2 separate regions of the Pan troglodytes genome follow, and region 1 is linked to region 2. A link is a contact called in public Hi-C data. All regions are on one chromosome and are shown on one strand. Each heading gives the region's core, a stretch centred on a gene start, on an enhancer-like site or on the middle of the called end of the contact. The rest is flanking DNA. Distances are from core to core; before and after follow the strand shown. Region 1 overlaps EXD2 (exonuclease 3'-5' domain containing 2). Region 2 overlaps DCAF5 (DDB1 and CUL4 associated factor 5).

Region 1 (7,059 bases), core at 1,526-4,025, 99 kb before region 2:
TTCAGTCCACGTTGTTATAAATGAGGACCCATACATAAACATGAGGAGGTAATTATGACTCCCCGCCCCAAAAAGACAAGCTGAAATCAAATTTCCATAGGAATAAAATTCTAAAGGAAATCTCTCTTCCTCCCAGATAAGGGCTGGTCTACCATCATTTTTGGCCTAAAGCAGGCTCTGCAAACTCAAAGGCTTATTAGGAGGAGCCAGGGTTACAATGGGAGTGGTGGGGACTCTGGCAAACTGAACAGAGCACGCTCATCTAAAGGGCACATATGCTACCCAGCCAAATGCTGCCATCTAGAACTGTAGACTCAGTGTAGTCAGATTACCTAATTTCAAGAGAAGCCAGAAATACAGATTTTTACATTAAATATTCTTGATTTAAACAAAAATTCCCAAAAATATCATATGGGAAAAAAGAAAACCAAAAACCCTTTGCAGCCATAATTTAGCCAGTGGGACCACCAGCTTTTAGCCTGTAGCTTACAGAGATCCCTCAGTAATGTTTGATCTAAAAAGGCTAATTCTAGGTAACCAAAGTTTCACAGAAGTTGGAATGTCTCCTTACAAATTCAATATGCATCTTAGAAGCCTCTAGGCTCCTATACAATTTCACATGTCTCACTATTGAGTCCCAGGCATCTACAAATCTGGTTAAAATATTTGTCCCGCAGCTACAGGAATCCTAGCATTCATACAAACCACACCTCTGCCGCATGGCTAGGTATCGGAGGTCCAGGCACCCCCTAACAACGAGGCCATAATCCTGCAGAAGCTTGCTGGCATCTTCTGAGCATCCCACTCCAACTTTCAAAATGGTGCCATCTGCCAAAATATCCAATAACGTTCTTGGTAGTGTTTTTCCTCCACAGATTAGCTTGGGCAGGCGAACCAAGACACACAGGCCACTTGGGGAGGCCATTTGTAGAAGTGACAGAGGGCTGGCTTTGCCTTCCAAATTTACCTGCAACAGAGGAAGACAAGGTTGTGGTTCACACCTGAGCACAGCAGCGAGCATAACATATAACTGTGACAAAAAAGTCTAAGAGGTACATCCTTAACTTCCCAAAGGTAGCATCTGACCAGGTTTTGGTTTGCATCTACAGATAAGCCTCCAGTAACAAATGCAATGGACTTTGTGAAGCAGTGGCCTAAACAAAGGTTACCGAGAACCCCAAACGCCAAGGTCTGAAATATAAGTCCATAAACAGCGACCAGCCGACACAGGAGAGCTCTGGGACATACACTGGCAGTCATATGGAACATGCTGGTTTTAAAAGGCTAAGGAGGCCGGGCACGGTGGCTCATGCCTGTAATCCCAGCACTTTGGGAGGCCAAGGCGGGCGGATCACCTGAGGTCAGGAGTTCAAGACAAGCTTGGCCAACATGGTGAAACCCCGTCTCTACCAAAATTATAAAAATTAGCTGGGCATGGTGGCATGTGCCTGTAATCCCAGCTACATGGGAGCCTGAGGCAGGAGAATCGCTTGAACCCGGGAGGCAGAGGTTGCAGTGAGCCGAGATTGCGCCACTGCACTCCAGCCTGAACGACAAGAGTGAAACTCTGTCTCAAAGAAAAAAAAAAAAAAAAAAAAAAAGGCTAAGGAAAAAAGGCCAAGGAGTAGAGTGAGAAATGATAAACATCCTCTTTTCATTATCCAGCCTCTCTAATGTACACGCAGGTAACTCTAGTCATTTACCTTATCATCACTGACTCAAGATCCAATTTTTAAAAAGAGGTAGAAGATAGAGTACTGTAAATAAGTGGTACCTGATAATATAATAAATCCAGGTAGCACCAAGTGCTTTCTCAGCATTTTCTAGTCACAAATGGCATTCATAAAAAGAAAAAAAAATGTATATTGAGCATAAGTTAGGGCCTTTAAAACTTAAAAGATACAAAAAACTTTATACAATAAGTGATCGAGGTTTAACCTTTTTTCTTTTTTTTAGACGAAGTCTGGGTCTGTCGCCCAGGCTTGAGTGCAGTGGCTCAATCTTGGCTCACTGCAACCTCCGCCTCCCGAGTTCAAGCTATTCTGCCTCAGCCTCCTGAGTAGCTGGGGTTACAGGCACGCCCAGCTAATTTTTGTATTTTTTGTAGAGATGAAGTTTCACCATGTCGCCCTGGTCTCGAACTCCTGACCTCAAGTGATCCTTCTGCCTCGGCCTTCCAGAGTGCTGGGATTACAGGCATGAGCCACTGTGCCTGGCTGAGGCTTAATCTTTTTGGGGTCATAGATAAGTTTGAAAAAATGCTGAAAGCTAAGGATGTTATTCCTAGAAAAATGTACATACAAAACTCACATACATTTTCAAGGGATTAAAATTTCCCTAAAGCTATCCATAGAACCCAGATTAAGCACCCAATAAATTCTAATCCTTCTCACTTGTCAGGAGAGGAATATAGGTGAATCAGTTTGACCAAGTATGGTGAGATCATGGCAAAGCTAGGGCTATCACACTATCACCTAAATTTCCCAGTCCCTAGAATAGTAGTTCTCAACTGAGGGTAATTTTGTACCCCAAGAGACATTTGGCAATATCTGGAAAAATTTTTGGTTGTCACAAGTGGGGAGGAAGTACATAGGCATCTAGTAAGTAAAGGCCAGAAGGCTGCTAAACATCCTACAATGTACAAAAAAGAATCATCTGCCCAAAATGTCAATAGCGAGGAGGCTGAGAAACTCTGCTCTAGGGCAATGTGGTCCTCTCACTACTGTACTAGCTGCCTGCTGGGCCTGCAGTGCCACAGTTGCATACAAAGTAATGGAAGAGAGCGTGCTGATTTAAGGAATTTATAATCTTACAGGAGGAGTAGGAGGGATACACATAAACACAAGCTCACACACACAGAAAATGACATGGTAAATGCCAAAGGAATGTTTCAAGCAAAGTGTCACAATTAATCAGAGGAGGTACACTGCATAATTGAAGTGACCAAAATCACACAGAGGAAATAGTCAAGATCACAAAAGAACTGCTGTTAAAAAAAAAAACAAAAAACTGGGAGGGTTCTGGCCCTCAACTTTTTTTCCAAGTCTCGCTCTGTTGCCTAGGCTGGAGTACAGTAGCGCAATCTCAGCTCACTGCAACCTCTCCCTCCCGGGTTCAAGCGATTCTCCTGCCTCAGCCTCCCGAGTAGCTGGGATTATAGGCGCCTGCCACCACACCCAGCTAATTTTTGTATTTTTAGTAGAGACAGGGTTTCACCATGTTGGCCAGGCTGGTCTCAAACTCCTGACCTCAAATGATCCGCCCACCTCAGCCTCCCAAAGTGCTGTGATTACAGGCGTGAGATACCATGCCCGGCCCTCTAGCCCTCAACTTCTTTTCTAAGGCGGAGTAAAACCATGATCTAACTCACAAAAGACTTACGCTTCCTTCTTAGGCACTGCTTTATCAATGAGAGCTATTTTCGTATCCTCACACGAAAGCGTGCCAGTTTGATCTCATTGTCTATTTCTTGAGGCTCAGCCAAGGTTACAAAGACCTGTGAGAAACACGACTACTGGGGTTCCAGTTCTCTAATAATTCATCCGGATGTGACCAAATCACTTTTTAAAAAATTAATGAGTAGTTCTTTCCCTCTGTGATATCAGCTTTCTCCAAGAAAAAGCTATAAATCTCTACTTCTAATAGCTAGTACTGCTAATTTGACATAAAACTCACTACAAATTCCTAAGGTTCAATATTTGTACCTCTTTACAGTCAGGTCTCATTGTCTACCATACATTAATTTCCTTGTTAATACAGTGGTTTGTAAAAAGAAAAGATAAAATACATTAAATAAATAACTAGATAAATAGACAGATAGGTAAATTGAGTTGTCTTTAATGTTTCTGGATTGTGCTTAAGATCCAATATACTATAATCAAAGTTTTCTCACTAGGAATCCAAATGTTTATGATTCCACTAGGTACATAACTTATATTGAATATATAATTGGAAGAATAATGTTTCTAGGAGAGTCAATTTAGCTTAAAGAATAAGATATCTAGTCTCTATTTCTCATATTTCCCCCTTTTTGCTTTCTAATGTCTTTTTGCCCTGACATCACTACTCATGGGAAACAAGAAACCCTTGGCTTATCAACATTATTAAAAAGTGATTAATGAAATAATTAATTTCATTAGCATTATTTAAACCAGTGGTCTTATTAGCATTATTTAATCTAGGGTTTTTAAAATTAGTCAACATATATGAAAATGTTTGAGACATATACTATATATATTTATAAATTACGCAAATACTGTATTAATGTGTTATACATACACAAAAGTACAAAGTTTAACTGAACAATAACAACAATCATTACAGATACAATTTCTAACACTCTGCTGTTTCAGTGATTCATTTAGAGAACAATGGGTTAGAGTCCTCCTTCCACCAGCCAGAGGATAATCCATTTTGGCTTCAGTATTCTTAAAAGAAAAAAACCAACAAAACAGTATTCATAAAAAATAGTTTCTGGAATGGCCTGTGATTCTTTAAATGACTTCATGAAGGCTACAGAGAGTAAAGAATGACATGGGACCATCTTCTGGGCTGGAACAGGTTAACTAATGAGCACCCCTAGTCTGTGGAGTTTATGTATCAGTTAAATTTAGACCAGGGTTTTGAGATAGGAATGAGTTTACCCTGTTCAGGCAACAGAACTAAGGCCCAATGTGGCTAGACGCCGATAAGAGTAGGATGAAAAGAGAGTAGGAGGAGACAAAATCAGAGATGCTGAAAGAAGCTACAGCAAGTAAGACCTTAAGAGCATGTAGGTAATTGAGACATCTGCATTTTATTCTTTTTTTTTGAGACGGAGTCTCTGTTGCCAGGCTGGAGTGCAGTGGTGTGATCTCGGCTCACTGCAACCTCCGCCTCCCGGGTTCAAGTGATTCTCCTGCCTCAGCCTCCTGAGTAGCTGGGACTTCAGGTGCCCGCTACCACACCCAGCTAATTTTTGTATTTTTAGTAGAGACAGGGTTTCACCATGTTGGCCAGGATGGTCTCGATCTCTTGACATCATGATCCACCTGCCTCGGCCTCCCAACATGCTTGGATTACAGGCATGAGCCACTGCACCTGGCCATCTGCATTTTACTCTAAGCAATGGAAGGGTTTTGGGCAGAGGACTGACACAATCTAATTTGCATTTAAAAAAAATATTTTGGTGACTGTATGGAGAAAGGATTGTACATGCGCAAGAGTCAAAGCAGGGAGGCCAGTCAAGGGAAGATTTGCAATAGTCCAGGTGAGAGATACTTGAAGCTTGGACTCAGGAGGTAGTAGGGGTGTGATATAGTTTGGATCTGTGTCCCCACCCAAATCTCATGTTGAATTCTAATCCCCAATGTTGGAGGTAGAGCCTGGTGGGAGATGACTGGATCATGAGATGGAGTTCTTATACATGGTTTAGCACCCTTCCCCCTTGTTACTGTATACTGAGTGAGTTCTCACAAGATATGGTTGTTTTAAAATGTGTGGTGGCTGAGTATGGTGGCTCATACTTGTAATCCCAGCACTTTGGGAGGCCAAGGTGGGAGGATCGCTTAAATCCAGGAGTTTGATACCAGCCTGGGCAACATGGGGATGGGTATGGTGGTGTGCACCTGTAGTCCCAGCTACTCCAGAGGCCGAGGTGGGAGGATCACTTGAGCCTGGGAGGTGGAGAGTGCAGTGAGCCAAGACTGCGCCACTGCACTCCAACCTAGGTGACAGAGTAAAACCCCGTCTCAAAAAAAAAAAAAGTGTGTGGCACCTCCCCGCCGTCTTGGTGCTGCTCCTGCCATGTAAGATGCCTGTTCCCGCTTTGCCTTCCACCATGAGTAAAAGCTCCTGGAGGCCTCACCAGAAGCAGATGTGGCCATGCTTCCTGCATAGCCAATTAAACTCCTTTTCTTTATAAATTACCCAGTCTCAGCTATTTCTTTATAGCAGGGCAAGAATGGACTAATACACTGGGTCTACAGGATGATGGTTTTGGGAAAATCACCTTGCTCAGCCTTTATTGCACCAATTATTTGTACCTGTTATGCAAGGAAATATGTAGCCAGAGTCTCCAGAAAGGACCAGGCAGGAGTCAGGGGATCAAAAAGGTATTTAATGTCTCCACCTGCCTCAGGAGAAGGGCAATAATAGCTCCTAAAACATGGCAGAATATTCATTTTGTACAGGTGATTTATCCACAGTTATACCTCATTATAGGTAACTCAAAGAAACCTATACCTCTTTGTGATAGCATGCTGTTATTTCCTGCTTTGTATAACCACTTCTTCGGATTTGCATATATTTTGCCATTAAAGAAATTTAACATATACTGTCTGTTTATTTCTGCCTTTCAATCATATCACCATCCTGCTGGACAACCCTCTGAGAGAAGAATGTCTCACTGATTTTAATCTTAAAGGTGGGGAAGACTAGGGATAACAAGTTTGGGAAGAAAAATCAAGAATGAATTCTGTTAGGAACATGTTTAGTTTGAGATGACTATTAGACATTCAAGGAGAGATGTCAAGTAGGCAGGTGAATATGAAAGGCTGGCATTCTGAATTTGAGAGTAGTCACCATATCAATGGTATTTAAAGCCATACAATTAGATGGGAATACAGGAAAAGAATGGAAATTAGAAGACATAAATTAGTGGCCCACGGATCCATCTGCTGACTCACAGACATGCTTTTATTATAATATTATTTTTGGTCTCCACGTATTTAAAAACTTACGCCAGAATTTTTAAATTAGTAGAGTTCACATTTTAAAGAATCCATACTCCAAGTTTCTTTTTAAAGAACTGGGCAATCCAGTAACAGTTGGTTTGAACTATATGGCAGCTTTTTCATTTATATGAGGCATGAATTCTCTAATTCACCATATGTCTTTTCAACTGAAGCCAAATGTTGTCTTCACTTACCATCATATTTGTACACCACTATTTTTCTAATACAAAGAAATATTTCTCAGGATCCATGTTGCTAGTAAAACTACAAAAATGAAAGATAGACCCTAGAGGCCTTATGTTTAAAGAAAAAATGAAAGGTAATACATTTCCTTATGAATTTAAGA
Region 2 (7,277 bases), core at 3,659-6,158:
AGTATTTGAAAGAAACTTGACATTACTATAAAGTCTAAGTCACGGGTTTTATGTGCTAGTTGTTTTTTTCTAGTACACCTTAAAATACGTAATTATTAAAATCATTTCTCTACTGTCTAAAATCATCCAGTGGCCTATGTTTACCACACTTTAGGAAGAGCAGGGGCTTTGGACTCAGACATCTTGGATTTGAATCCCACTCTGCCTGTAACTGGCAGTGTGCTCTTGGACAGGTGCCTCAGTTTTGTGCCTCAGTTTCCTCACTGGCAAAATGGGGATGTTAGAAGATGAACTCTTAGGTGCCTTACATCTCTACTCTGTGACTCTGGTGTAAGGAGAAAGGGATATTTGAATGTTTGTGGATTTCTTTCTCTGTTTCTGATCAGGAATTAGAGACATTGTCTAGGGTTAGTATTTCAAAACCCTAGCTTTATTAAACTCCACTGCTATTAGTCATCTGATTTTGGAGAAACCATTTCATTTTATGGGGCTCTAGCTGTCTAGTTAGGGTGTTGCTGCTGCTTAATACTTCCTATTTAATGTAAAGTGCTTCTAGCTAGGAGCTAAGGCAAGCCAGGACCTCACTTTTAACATGTTTAAAATGGGGATGTTTCTGTTCTACTTACCTCATTAGAGACATGGAAAAATGAGATAATAGGTAGATAAGTGGACTCAGCTTTTAGCAGAAGGGTACTAGGTAAAAACAGGGTGTCAGCAGAAGTAATGCCTGTAGATGTTATCCCTATAGCTACTTCTGTAGTGAAGAGCAAAATTTGTGTGACACCACCTCTCCTATCTCTCCAGACCTGCCTGTACCCCTCCCTCTTCCCTGCCTACTGGTTTCGATTTGGGAAGTGCCACTGAACAGCAGTTTTATGACCTTGGGCAAATCACTCAACCTTAACTTATCCATGGGCCAAAAATTGGGAGATCTGGCAATCTTGAGTCTGTATTTCTCTATGGCAACAACTGGCAAGAGCTGAATGGTGGCTTATCTTTTAAAAATACAGATATATTCTTCAGTCTGTCACTTAATCTGGCAAGTCTGACTCATTTACTTTGCTGCCTGGCCTCTTATATTTGCGAGGCTGGATTGCATCATGGTAAGGAGCATGGTTTCTGGAGCCACATTACCTAGATTCAGATGCCAACAATGACTCTTGGTAGCTGTGTACCCCTTCATATTATGTAGCTTTTCTGTAGTTTCATGTGAATTCCTACTTCGTGGGGTTGTTAAAAGGATTGGAAGAGCCACTACATATAAGACCCTTAGGATAGTCCCTGACCCAGAGTAAACTTAACTGATGTTAGCTGTTGTTTGAGTTCAAATAGCATAATAATTAGCTGACATTTATCTAGCTCTTAATATGTATCGGGCACTGGGCCAAGTCTTTTACACAGATCTATCTCATTAATCTTAACAGTAACACTGTGAAATAAGTAGTGTTGTTTTCTCAGTTTTACAGATGGGAGGACTATAATTTAGAGAAGTTAAGTAACCTGTCTAAAGGCACACAGCTAGTAAGTGCCGGCGACATTGAGAGTTGAACCTGTGTTTGTGTATCCTAATCCTGTGGGTTTTTTCTTATTATTTTTTCCTATGTCTTACTACGTGGAGACTAAGCCTGTGGTTTTGATTGCTGTGCTGTGCTATGCTGCCCCACATTATATCCACCTCTAAAATAGGTCTAATCACAGAAGTGGCTGGCTTGAGTAAATAGAGCTTAGCGCTCTTAATGTTTTTGTAAGTGATTTGAGGAGAGAATGAATATGAAATTTCCCAAATTTATATATGATGTTAGTTCCTTGAGGCAGTGAAATGCAAAACAATAGGGGATAAATGAACTACAGAAAACTCTTTTGGGCTGGATGGGGTGAGTGAATAGAAAAGTGGTAACTGAATTTCAGGGTAGGTACTCATGAAGAAAGATAACTCAAACTGTTTGTAGAATGATGCGCTCTGAGATATTTAAAAGGACTTGAGAGTTATTTTAGGCTATTATTTGAAGGTTAAAAAGGCCAGCAAACATTTCACACCCATTAGGATGACTATTATCCAAACAAGCAAAGAATAAAAAGAGTTGGCAAGGATATGGAGAAATTGGAACTCTTGTACGTTGTTGGTGAGAATATAAAATGGGGCAGCCACTGTGGAAAACAGTATGGCAATTCCTCAAAAAGTTAAAAATAGAATTACCATATGGATCCAGCAATTTCACTTCTGGTTATATACCCAAAAGAATTGAAAGTAGAGGCTCAAACAGATATTTGTACACTAATGTTCATAGTGGCATTATTCACAAAGCTGAAAGGTAGAAGCAACCCAAGGGTCCATCAGTGGATGAATAGATAAACAAAATGTAGTCTATACATACAATGAAATAGTATTATTCAGCCTTAAAAAGAAATGAAATTGACACACACTACAACATGGATGAACCTTGAAGACACTGTGCCAAGTGAATGGTGTCTAGAGGGAGAATAGCAGTTGTCAGCGGGAAGGGGTAGTTCTGGAGATAAAATGTGGTGATGGTTGCACAACGATATGAAAATGTGAATGTAGTTAATGCCACAAAACTCTATACTTAAAAATAGATAAAATCATTAAAAAAAAAAAAAAGCCTGAAAAGTGCTTTTCTTCCTTGTGTAAAGCTCCAGAACATTCCTCATTTGGAATGCTAGGTGCTGTTCTGTCCTCTGCATGTTGGTAGAATGGATACAACTTAGTTTTAGGCTCCAGGCCAAGCTCTTTGGATTATTAGCAAGTCATTTTATCTCTCTGATACGTGTCTAGAAAAAGGGCCTACATAATCCTTACCTCACAAGTGACAATAAAATGAGATATGTATGTGATTGAATTCCTATACAAATATCAATTATTTTCAACTTTGGAAAAATAACAAAACAGACTTATTTTCCATCCACTGACGTAGCTGGGCTGTGTGTCACACAGACTGTGCCTCTGTAATGCGCTGCAGCTTCTTGGAGCTTAGGAGAGGTATGGTTAACACAAAAGGAGGTTTGGTCTTACACAGTACACTCACTGAAGAGGAATAAATGGGCTGAGAAGAAAGCCAGGCTGAATGATTTTCCTTTAGGCTTCACAGTTAAAAAAAAAGAAAAGAAAAGAAAACACTTTAGCAATATGAAAGGGTATTAAGTAAAATTGCTATCTGCAAGAGATGACCTCTGCTAACCATTTTGCATCTGTCTTTGTATGTATAAATTTGTGTACGTTTTTGTGTAATTGTATCATACTATTCATATTCTTAATGCTACCTAAAACAAGGTTTGAAAGATTAGGACAAGTTCATGGATGATACTTTAGGGACACAAGGACAATTTGAGAGCTGTGTGCACCTAATATATATCACACTGGGCTAAGTGCTTTTACAAACATTATCTCACCACACACAACAAACCTGGGAAATAGTTGGTATTTTCTCCATTTTACAATAAAAAAATTAGGGTAAAGGAGTAGAGTAACCAGGACACATGAATGGCGAAACCAAGATTTGAATCAAGTCCTTTTATTCCAGAGCTTGCACTTCCTGTACCCTTCTATAGCACCATCTTTGCTGCCTCTCAAAGATGAAACCCCAAGCTCTGTATCTAATCCCATTGAGTTACTTGTTAAAAGAATGTTTTGAACAATTAATACAGTCACTAATACATTATATTTTAGAAATTGTTCCATGTGAGTATAGACAGAGCTGCCTCATGCTTTTATTTATTTAGGCTGCATTGTACATATATAAGTAGTAAACTTTCTTATATTTTTTATTGTGAAATGTATACAACATAAGATTTACCATTTTAACCATTTTTAAGTGTACTTACTGTTCAGTGATATTAATTACATTCATGTAATTAATACATCACCACATCCATCTTTAGAATTTTTCATCTTGCAAAACAGAAACTACCCATTAAACTATAACACCCCATTCCTCTTTTCCCCCAGCCCCTGGCCACTGCCATTCTACTTTGTCTCTGATTTGACTATTCCTCATATCAGTGGAATCATACAATATTTGTCCTTTTATGTCTGGCTTATTTTATTAAACTATAATTTTAACCAGACTTCTGTTGATGGACATTTAAATTATTATTCTTTCGCTCTTCAAACAATGATAAGTTCCAGGAATATTCGACCCAGAATTTCAGACTGCTTTCTCAGTCCTGTGCTTGGCTGGCTTTTGAGGAAACCCAAAGCAAATCCTTACCTCAGCTTTTCTGAGCAATAAAATAAGAAGAATGTTAAATAATTACTTTTGTTATAGTGTGTTGTAAGGGCTTGCTTAGTTTCTGCTTATAGCTCGGGACCCTTTGGGAAAGGGTACTCTTTAAGTATAAAGGTTTTCTGTAACTACAAAGCTGCTGCCACAATGTGATTATAGTACATTTTTTGATGAATTAGTGATTTTAGTGCAGAATGAAACCAACCCAAAAAACCAAAACCAGAATATGTAGTTGTATTTTCTTGGGGTTCTCAGATGAGTTGAAGGTAAGCAATTGTTTGTGAGGAAACCAGGCTTAGAAGGCCTGGCCTCTGTTTGTCTTTGCCTGGCACTGGCACTGAGAAGAAAGGCCTAGCCTTCCCGAGAAGTCCCTGTGCTCCACCTCCGGTGCCCCAGAGGGGTTGGGGCCGGGCTCCCTCTCCTGAGGCTGACCCCATTCTCATCCAACTGCCAGGCCCATGGGGCTGGCTTAAATGGTCTGAAATGATCCTAAATATTCTTCACTTGGATTATTTGCAGGTCAGTCTCTCTCTGTGGAACTAAACAATAAATCTCTGCCTTTCTGAACTGACTAGGAGATTAAGGGAGACAATTGTAGAGCTGCTTTTGCGTCTGAACTGACTTTCCCTTGCTTCACCAGCCCTCCTTTGCTTTGTTGAATCAGAGGCTTGGGCACAGCTGTTTAGCGCCCTCTGCTGGGTGAAAAGCAGCCTAACGGTTTTACATTATGCCTCAATTTGTACTGGTGGTTTTTCTGCCAACGCATACTTGAAGATTGCCTTTACATAGGGCTCTTAATACCTTGCCTAAAGGAATGAGGGGTTGAGTGGAGTAAGGGGGTGTGTTTAGCTTACATCCTCTGATGCTAACCTTGAGGGCAAAGTCAAGAGGCAGGCCCCATCACAGCGATGATTTTTGCCTCAGTGATTCCAATCTCCCATGGATTGGGCTGTCATCATCATGTTAGTTACTAAGGACACATCATTTAAAATGATCCCAAGGCATTTAACAAATAGCCATGAATTTTGAATTACTGAGTACTAGGCAAAATGAAATCATCCTATAAATGCCTAGAATGAACATTAAAGATTATTTCTGTCTGGGTAATGGGGGGAGACCTTAGGCTGAGAATGGTTATGAGTTGGGCACAAAGGTATAGATATTCTGGTTTCTTTTTTTTTCTTTTAGTAGAGACAAGGTCTCACTATGTTGTCCAGGCTGGTCTCCAACTCCTGAGTTCAAGTGATCCTCCCACCTCGACCTTTCAAAGTACTGGGGTTATGGATCCTCCCACCTCGACCTCCCTAAGTGCTGGCATGAGCCACTGGGCCTGGCAGATGTTCTGTTTTTGGTTTTTTTGTTGTTGTTTGTTTTGAGATGGAGTCTTGCTCTGTTACCCAGGCTGGAGTGCTGTGGCACAATCTCTGCTCACTGCAACCTCCGCCTCTAGGGTTCACGTGATTCTCCTGCCTCATCCTCCCCAGTAGCTGGGACTACAGGCGCACAATATTCTGTTTTTACTTAAGCTGCTTCAATTCAGGAGAGACTGTGCTGTAGGTCTTAGTGAGCCATGAGTATCCCAGCCCATCCTGCAGTCTTGTTTTCTTTTTTCTTTTTCTATCATGAACATTAAACATAATCCAAAACTCTTTATTATGGAAATATTCAGCCAGGCTCACGCCTGTAATCCCAGCACTTTGGGAGGCCAAGGCGGGCAGATCACTTGAAGTCAGGAGTTGGAGACCAGCCTGGGCAACATGGTGAAACCCTGTCTCTAAAAAAAATACAAAAATTAGCTGGGTGTGGTGGTGCTTGCCTGTAGTCCCAGCTACCCATGGAGCCGAGGCAGGATAATCAGTTGAACCTGGGAGGTGGAGGCTGCAGTGAGCTGAGATCGTGCCACTGCACTCCGGCCTGGGTGACAGAGTGAGACTCTCAAAAAAAAAAAAAAAAAAAAAAAAAAAGAAGAAAAAATTGTTCAAGCATACACAAAAGTAGAATAGTATAGTGTATGCATCTATAGCAATTGTCCATATTAATCATCTATCCCTCTACTTTTTTTTTCTGGAACGTTTTAAAGGAAATTCCAGACATACTCCATTTCACCCACTTCAGTATGCACCTCTAATTGATAAGGATTTTTTTCTTTTTTAACATAACCATAATGCCATTATAATACCTAAAAGATGTAACAATACTTCCTTAATATGGGGTATTTAAATGAAGTAGAGAGATACCAATCGGATTTGACAAAATGTTGATGATTTGTTAAATTTACTTCCAATATTATTATTATTACTGGTAGAAGGATTTACTTATGATGTTTTGTTTTTAAGACTTTGTTTTAGAGAAGTTTCAGGTTCACAGCAAAATTAAGAGAAAGGTACAGAGGTTTTCCATGTACCCCTTATTCCCACACCTGCATAGCCTCCTTCATTGTCAACATCTTCCACCAGAGTGGTAAATTTGTTAAAATTGGTAAACATATACTGACACATCATAAACACTCAGAGTCCCAATGTTCAAAAAATGAACCTTAGAGTTCACTTTTGGTATTGTATATTCTATGGGTTTGGACAAATGTAATGACATGTATCCATCATTACAGTATCATACAGAGGATTTTTACTGCCCTAAAAATCTTCTCTGCTCCATATATTCAACCCTTGCCTCCAAGCCCTGGCAATTAGTGATCTTTTTGTTGTCTCCATGATTTTGTCTTTTCCAGAGTATCATAGAGTTGAAGTCATACAGTATGTAGCCTTTTGAGATTGGCTTTTTTCATTTAGTAATGTGTACTTAAGGTTTCTCCATGTCTTTTCACTGCTTGATATTTCGTTTCTTTTTATCACTGAAAAAGTTTCTGTTGTCTGGTTGTACTACAGTTGATTTATCCATTTACATACCGAAGGACATCTTGGTTGCTTCTAAGTTTTGGCAATTGTAAATAAAGCTGTTGTAAAATAAATCCATGTACAGGTCTTTGTGTAGATACAAGTTTCAACTCCTTTGGTTAAATACCAAGGAGCATGATTG

What was found. Hi-C and Micro-C count contacts between places; a contact is called where the count stands out from the background.
Region 1: a contact with region 2 is called in a Hi-C map of stem cell-derived neural progenitor cells, with 3 times the contacts expected there. The contact joins two enhancer-like sites. A contact is called at or near these places in 2 of 7 Hi-C or Micro-C datasets (induced pluripotent stem cells and stem cell-derived neural progenitor cells).

Annotation. Positions count from the first base shown.
Region 1 is chr15:67,211,402-67,218,460 of NHGRI_mPanTro3-v2.0_pri, reverse strand. It overlaps EXD2 (exonuclease 3'-5' domain containing 2), which reads right to left. Exons shown (of 10, transcript XM_009428014.5): 4 at 711-967. The region is part of intron 3 of LOC104002083 (a long non-coding RNA gene); the gene reads left to right. Among named protein-coding and RNA genes, the nearest start is that of GALNT16, 33 kb to the left of the region's middle. Within about 2 kb of position 2,775, at least 1 of the 24 cell types and tissues checked has an H3K27ac peak or open chromatin away from gene starts, as enhancers often do. A contact at or near this core is called in stem cell-derived neural progenitor cells, where this site is marked.
Region 2 is chr15:67,114,147-67,121,423 of NHGRI_mPanTro3-v2.0_pri, reverse strand. The region is part of intron 1 of DCAF5 (DDB1 and CUL4 associated factor 5); the gene reads left to right. Among named protein-coding and RNA genes, the nearest start is that of DCAF5, 22 kb to the left of the region's middle. Within about 2 kb of position 4,908, at least 9 of the 24 cell types and tissues checked have an H3K27ac peak or open chromatin away from gene starts, as enhancers often do. A contact at or near this core is called in stem cell-derived neural progenitor cells, where this site is marked.